Regions from separate parts of the Triticum aestivum genome. Here region 1 is linked to region 2. Evidence: chromatin contacts called from public Hi-C data. All regions are on one chromosome and are shown on one strand. The core of a region is the stretch at or near the end of the contact, and the rest is flanking DNA. Distances in the headings are between cores, read along the strand shown.

The links. Hi-C and Micro-C count contacts between places; a contact is called where the count stands out from the background.
Region 1: a Hi-C map of leaf shows a contact between it and region 2, with 5 times the contacts expected there. The contact joins the promoter of LOC123093323 here to the promoter of LOC123093322 in region 2. A contact is called at or near these places in 4 of 5 Hi-C or Micro-C datasets (leaf and an unstated tissue) and 1 of 1 datasets of contacts at active chromatin or transcription factors (leaf).

What each region holds. Positions count from the first base shown.
Region 1 is chr4B:571,644,682-571,648,384 of IWGSC CS RefSeq v2.1, forward strand. LOC123093323 (F-box/kelch-repeat protein SKIP11) reads left to right here and starts at 2,166. Exons shown (of 2, transcript XM_044515254.1): 1 at 2,166-2,337; 2 at 2,914-3,703. The coding sequence starts at 3,011.
Region 2 is chr4B:571,257,934-571,261,336 of IWGSC CS RefSeq v2.1, forward strand. It overlaps LOC123093322 (transcription factor ILI6), which reads right to left and starts at 1,799. Exons shown (of 3, transcript XM_044515252.1): 1 at 1,597-1,799. The coding sequence starts at 1,658.

The sequences.
Region 1 (3,703 bases), core at 916-3,415, 390 kb after region 2:
TTGAAGAAAGAATGGGAGTCTCATTAGGGGCAATTTGGCTTGTGTGTGAGCTTGAGTTGTTAGTTTGGATGCATCCTAAAATTTATTATACATGTTGTGCAACTATTTCCCCCACAAGGTACACAAACCAATTAGGTTTGCTCTTAAGTTTATTTCTTGTAGTTTTGAGAAATCCACCGTGATATAAGCTCCCACACCGCACTGCAAGATCCTCCTAGCTCACAAGAGCTGATGATTTTTCAGGTTATTAGAAGAGTTGTTGTATAGTTTTGTGCAGTTTTCAAAAGAAATCTAGATAAGTACTCCCTCTAAGAAATATAAGAGCGTTTAGAACAGAGGGAGTACAACACAAACTCAGCATGAGAAGTCAAAACGAATATTAGTATAATAAGTACACTTGTCATAGCAAATAACCAAGTTGGCTAAACCGACCTCTAGCTGGCACATACGGCTGTGCAAAATGACGGACAAATAGCCTCGCAGGCCAACACAAGGTAATAGCGTTGCCAATCACTCAGTAGGGCCAAAAAGGGAAAGCATTTTGGCTTGCGAGCTCAAGCTATAGTTTGGGTGCATCCTATTCTTTTTTTCTGGTACAAGTGATCCCTTTTTGTTCAAGGTACATAGATCAATTGTACATATGTTTGTTTGTAGTTTTGTGTAATAGTCATCGTGGTATAAGATTCCACACCACACATGCACCAGCTCATGCGTTTTATGACAACAAGATAATCCCTCGAGAACACTACATGCTCCTAACTTACATTTTTTTATTTTAAACATGCGCAAAAGCTTTGTCTTTTCTCATTAATTAAGTTTACATGACATATCCGATGATGGGAATACGGGAAAAAGGCTCCTCTCGTGGTATGATGGACTTCAAATGCTTCGTGCCAGTCAAAAACCCATCCAGAAGCTTCCCCATTTATCTCGGCGACGATGACGGAGGACATTGAGGAAACCTTTTTGAAAACGCCACATTCATTACATTCATCGTGTTCCATATTTGCACGAGCTGACAAGCATGTGTAGGACTTTTCGTCGGGTTCACTCTTGATTATCTTTATAAGCGAGGCCATCCCTTTTGATTTTTCAACTGTTTCTTTGGTAGTAATTAACCAGCTGATTTTTTTTCACAAAAAAAATTTGCGTGACAATTTTTATATTTCACTCAAATCCCACCCGGGTCGAGCACTCTAGCTCACATGTCACTCACGAAAATGTTGGACCTGTTCCAAAATAAGAACCATCATGCCAAAACGGCGCTAAAGCGACTTGGTTTACGTGTGAGTTCGAGTAGTTAGTTTGGGTGCCTCTTAATTTAACCAAATGTAAGTGCCACACATGTGGCACGAAGCAATCCCGCCTTGACGTTTTTACAACTAAAGTTGCCATCCGAAAAGAAAAAAACAAAGCTAAAAAAAACTGAAACTTGCCATCCGAAAAAAAAGTTGTCATGCTTGTGACAACTAAAGTTGTCATCCCACATCATACTACAAGATCCTCCAAGCTCACCAGAGCTGATGCATTTTTTTTCTTTCCTTTGAGGGAATCAGAAGAGCTGATGTATGGTTTGTGCAGCAGTTTTGAAAAGAAGTCTAGATAACCCCAGCATCTCACAAGACAAACGCATATAGCATTACAATAAGCACACTTGTCCTAGCAAATAACCAAACCGACCCCGAGCGAGCTGGCGCAAGCGGCCCGTGCAAACGACGAGCAAATAGCCCCTCAGGCCGGGACAAGGACAGGAACGAAGAAAGAAAGAAAATTGTTTCACGAGGAGAAGGGGATAATTTTATACTGCTAGCACCAACGCTGCCAATCAGACGAGGCAGGCAGGGGGCGGCGAGCGAGCGAGCGAGGGATGGATAGATACGCGGGAGACGTGCGGGCGTACAGGCAGAGAGAGTGGGGAGAGAGAGAGACAGGGTGAGTCCACCTCAGCTTCAGGTGAGCTGGCCGGTGGCCGCTGGGGCATTTTTCTATTTCTGCGGCCTGCCCGGTTTCCAATTCCGACGAGCCAAAACAGACGGACGGGAAAGGGGTCGGGGGAGGGAGAGAGAGAAAAAAACGGGGGAATAAAAAGGGAAAGAAATAAAGCGAGAGGAGAATCCCAATTCCCCAAGTAGTACGCACGAGAGGGGGGAGGGAGGAGGGCAGCGCGCACACACCAGGGGAGGGGAGGGGGAGGGGAGGAGGACTACAAGAGAGGAGAGAGAGGCGGGGGGCGAGGGGCAGCGGCAGAGGGCTGCAGCAGGGGCAGAAGCATTAGAAGGGGCAGTTGTAACCAAGTGGCAGCAGTAGATAGAGCCATCTATCTATCTCTCTCTACAGGTATAAATCCTTGCTCGCTTCCTCGCTCGCTTGCTTTGCTTGCTCGCTCGCGCATCTGGTAGGACGGAGGGGGCAGAAGGAGTTGGTGGTGGGGAGGGAGGGAGGGAGGGGATTTCTCGGGCGCCGCGGCGATGGGGGCGCGCTGATTGGGTCGCCGGCCGCGATCTTTCAGTCCAGATTTCCTTGGGCGGGCCCGTGCGTGATCTTGCCATGGGTTCGATTTGTTCTTGTTAGGTGATTCTTTCTTGCCCCTCCTGCGCATGTTCTTCCTTCCTCTGTTGGATTGGATTGGATTGGATGGAGCCGCCCCCTGCTTCTCCGCCTGGATTCGCGTCGCCCGGCGGGGTCGCCGCGGATGGTGGGAGCAAGATTTGGTTTGGTTCTCGGGGGAACGATTTGGGGGTGGGAGGGCGGCAGATCGGTTGGGTTCTCGCCGGAAGATTCGATTTTTACGCCTTGTTTTCTTCACGCGCCCCTCTCAGATCTCAAATGCCCCTGGTCCTGATCCGTTTCTTCTCGCCGATTTCGTCCGCGCTTACTTTCCTCCCTCCCCTGTTAATTCCATTATTATTGCAGATCGCGGCTAGGAGATCAGCGAGCGCGCCCAGATTTCTCCCTTTCCGGATCAGTCTCATCCGAGAAGATAATAAGCCGAGCGGGAGGGGGAGAGGCCATGATGCTGGAGGGCAAATCCTGCCTCGTCTCGCGCTCCCTGCCCAGCTACTGCGACCCGGACTCCGACTGGGCGTTCCTCCTCAGCGGCAGCAAGCGCCCCGCGCCGGAAGACTTCGGCGCGGAAGACATGGAGGAGGTAGACGCCGGCGGCGGCAGCGGGAAGCGCAGCAAGTCGCCTTCCCCGCAGCCGCACACGCCGGACATCACCGAGAGCCACGGCTCCAGCCGCCATGCCTCCTCAGGCAGCAGCGGCGGTGGGGAGCAGCAAGGCTCTGGGGCCAATCTCATTGGCGAGATTGGCCGCGACCTCTCCATCAACTGCCTCCTCCGGCTCTCCAGGTCGGACTATGGCTCCGTCGCCTCCCTCAACAGGGACTTCAACTCCCTGGTGCGCAACGGGGAGATCTACCGCCTGCGGCGGCAGAATGGTATCGCCGAGCATTGGGTCTACTTCTCCTGCAATGTCCTGGAGTGGGATGCCTATGACCCCTACAGGGAGCGCTGGATCCAGGTGCCCAAGATGCCACCGGATGAATGCTTCATGTGCTCTGACAAGGAGTCCCTGGCTGTGGGCACCGAGCTGCTTGTGTTTGGGATGGCACACATTGTGTTCAGATATAGCATCCTGACCAATTCATGGACAAGGGCTGATCCCATGAACTCTCCCCGGTGCTTGTTTGGATCAACAAGC
Region 2 (3,403 bases), core at 549-3,048:
AGCCTTTTTGGAGTTGGATCAAGCAATCATTTGCAAATAGCAATTAAGATCAAACTGACCCTGCAATTGACATATCATATTTCTTGACTGCTTTGTTCTTGTGGACACATCCAGAGTTTGGAAAAGGCACTTGGTGCATTCATACCAAGGAAGACCTTTCCGAATTCCTAGCATGGTCCTGCAGTTGCATTTTAAGTTATGGATCATAGATGTGAAAATTGTTGGTTCCAGAAAACGGCGGATAGTTACATTCGAGTAATTTAAGAAGTACAGAAGTGTTGTTTAGAGGGATACTGTAGCCATGGCATCGGGATTGAGTCGGTAGTACAGGCTGAATAGAGTAAATAGAGTAAAATTTGTTGAGACATAATTGCAGGCTATGTGTAGCATAATGTGTGTCTGCATGCAAACAAACCCTCTTTACACGAAACCTACCACCTATTCAGATTCAAAATCAGAGAAGCTTGATTCTCAATGATTGGATACCTAGTAAATGAACCTTCACATTTGTTTACCAGAAATAAGTTCCCTGAACCCATTATCTATACTGTAGGTTCAACAGCACTTTTAAATGCAATCTATACTGCAGGTCACTGGAGGTTTCAGTAACTGAATCTACATACGTGGTAGCTTCTTACTGCAGGTCAGGGAGGTTCCAAATCAGTAGCTAAATCTACCAATGTAATAGCTTCTTAAGTAACATAGAGCTAAATGTACCCGCACAGCAGCTAGACTCTAGAGCAACATAGTTAAATCTTTCCATGGTTAAAACATATAGCACTTGCAGAACCAGAATTCTCACGGTAAGGTTAGTAACAAAGAAACTATACGGTCTGAATATATCATTTACTTTTTGTTTCCTACTCTGTCACTCGTCCCATCCCTCAACAAAGGTAGGTAGTCTGAATATATCGATTAGTCTCCGCTTCGTACTATATATCATTATGGCCCATATCTCATTAAAAGTGCATCAACACATGATTTCCTACCGAACAAAAGGGCGGATGATATACAAATGCACTAGTACAACATGAAAGCCTTTTTGGAGTTGGATCAAGCAATCATTCGCAAACACCAATTAAGATCAAACTGGCCCTGCAATTGACACATCAAGTTTCCTGAATGCTTTGTTTGCGTGGACACACCCAGAGTTTGTAAAAAGGCACTTGATCCATTCTATTAGCAAGGAAGACATTTCTGATTTCCGTGGATGGCCATCTCACTCTTGGTACTGAACTTTTATCAGTTTGAATATATGAAGCGGTCTGGGGGCTCCATTCCTTTCTCTATTATTAATAACATAGGTCATGATCAACATCCTGATCATTAGGGTCTCTCTACCAACATAGGCCATTAATGCAAGCACCTAGGCATGGAATTATCGAAGCGCAGCAACAGCATTTCGAGGAAATGGTAACCGCAGCATAATCATCAGCATTGACTATTTGATGACAGCGAGCGAAGCATTGACTATTTGATGACAGCGAGCGAAGCACAAAAGTAAACCAAATCTAGGCGCCAAAATATATCTTACCACCATAAGAGTGCCGATTTACAAGAACACCATAATGTACGAAGGAGGAAGGGGAAACTTACAGCGAAACCCTAGCGGGAGATGGCGACATTTTGGGGAAGAGAGTGGGGGGAGGTGGCGCCATAGGATAGGATCGAAACAGAACGCCACTGGTGGCAGAGAGAAGCGAAGAGAGGGAGCGGAGCCGCGGGAGCGATCTGGGCGCGGCGGCACTGACGCTCCTCCGCCGAGACGAAGCGAAGCAGATTTTTTTTTTTTTTTTTTGAGAAATGCGAAGCAGGGTGGGATGGGTGGCGTGCGCGTCGGCTTCAACTGGGCTACAATGGGCTGAATTCCTTCAGGAGCTCGAGCCAGCCCGTTAAGGTTCGGCTCGGACCTTTTTTTTACTCGGGAAAGGAAAAAATAAATATGGGCCTTGAATCGGGGAGGTGGGCAGCCCATAACATTGTAGTAGTTTCGTGCTGACGGATTCAACAACGCAGCCCAAGGCGGCACGCGGCTGGCGCCGGAGACCGCAGCCGCGTGCGACGCGAGCGCGACCAGGCAAGAGCCACGCCCCAACCACCCACCCACCCAACCCCGTCGCACCACACGGAGTACGTACGTGCGTGCGTGCGTCCCCATCCCTCCAACGGACGGACGGAGACGGTGGTGGACGTGCAGCCACGGCCGTGCGGGCAGGCGCAGGCGATCGTTTTCGTCGTCAACCCAGCAGTAGTCCCTCTCCCTGTCCAGCCCAGTTGGGCGCCAGCCAGGCCACATGACCAGACGCCAACACCATCCAGCGACCTCGTCACACCTCGTGTGCGCTGCGTACGTGCTCCACATCAGACTCAGCGCGCCACGGACGGATCGAGCTACCGTCCAAAACGGCGTCGGTGTGGCCGTGCTAGTACCATCATCATCAGCTGCTGCTGCCAGGCCAGGAGCGCAGCTGCAGGCAGGCCGAAACAAACAGACAGCAGAGTGGTAGTGGCGGTACACGCCTTTATTGCCAGTCCACGGGCTCGCGCTCACACATCTCCGCTATACGTTCTTCTCATCAGGACCACACCTCGGCCATCGGCGTGCTAGCCCATCAAGATTCATGGAGGAGCGACCAACCCCATTGAATCCGTCTGCCCAGCCGTTGCATTTCCTCCGATCTGCGAGCCAGAGGACGCACGCATGCACCTGAGAGCCGAGAGTTTCAGAGCCAGCCACGCCCCTGCCCGCATCAGTGGATCAGCGTCGCAGGATGTACCACACAACCCTACCCGCTCTGTCCGTCCGTGTCGATCTTCGCCGGGGTCCGGCCCGGCCCGGCCCGGCCCGGGGGAAAACAACAAGGGCGGCGTGGTGGGTGGTACCGCGGTGGTGGCAGTAGTACAGGTCGTTTTCCTGAAGAGAGGCAGAGGCCACGTACTACCACTCGTATCGTACTACGGGGCTGTTTGGTTGCCACCTTAGCTTGCCACGCCAAAGTGTGGCGTGCCACAGCTCCCTGGCATGTGTTTGGTTCTATACTAATATTTGGCTCAGCCCATAGGAGCATCCGCTGTAGAAATTTCTGCCTAAGGTGCGGCGTTTGTTTTGAGCGCCACAGTTTGTGTGGCGAGCCACAGGTGTCCGCGTGTGGCTAGCTTAGGCGTGGCAAATAAGTCTCCAACCAAACAGGCCCTACATGAATTATTCTGCATTGCGGGCGAGCGGATGGATCTGGGTGGGGTGGGGTGGGTTCGGTACGACGTCCCCATCGGAGGTGAGGTGACGACGGGACGATTGGATTGACCAGCTCGAGCCATCGGTGCGGCAAGACAAACCTAACCGAACCCAACCAAACGCGTCGGCGTCGGCGTCGGCGTCGCCGGCCGCCGTATCGACCGCTTC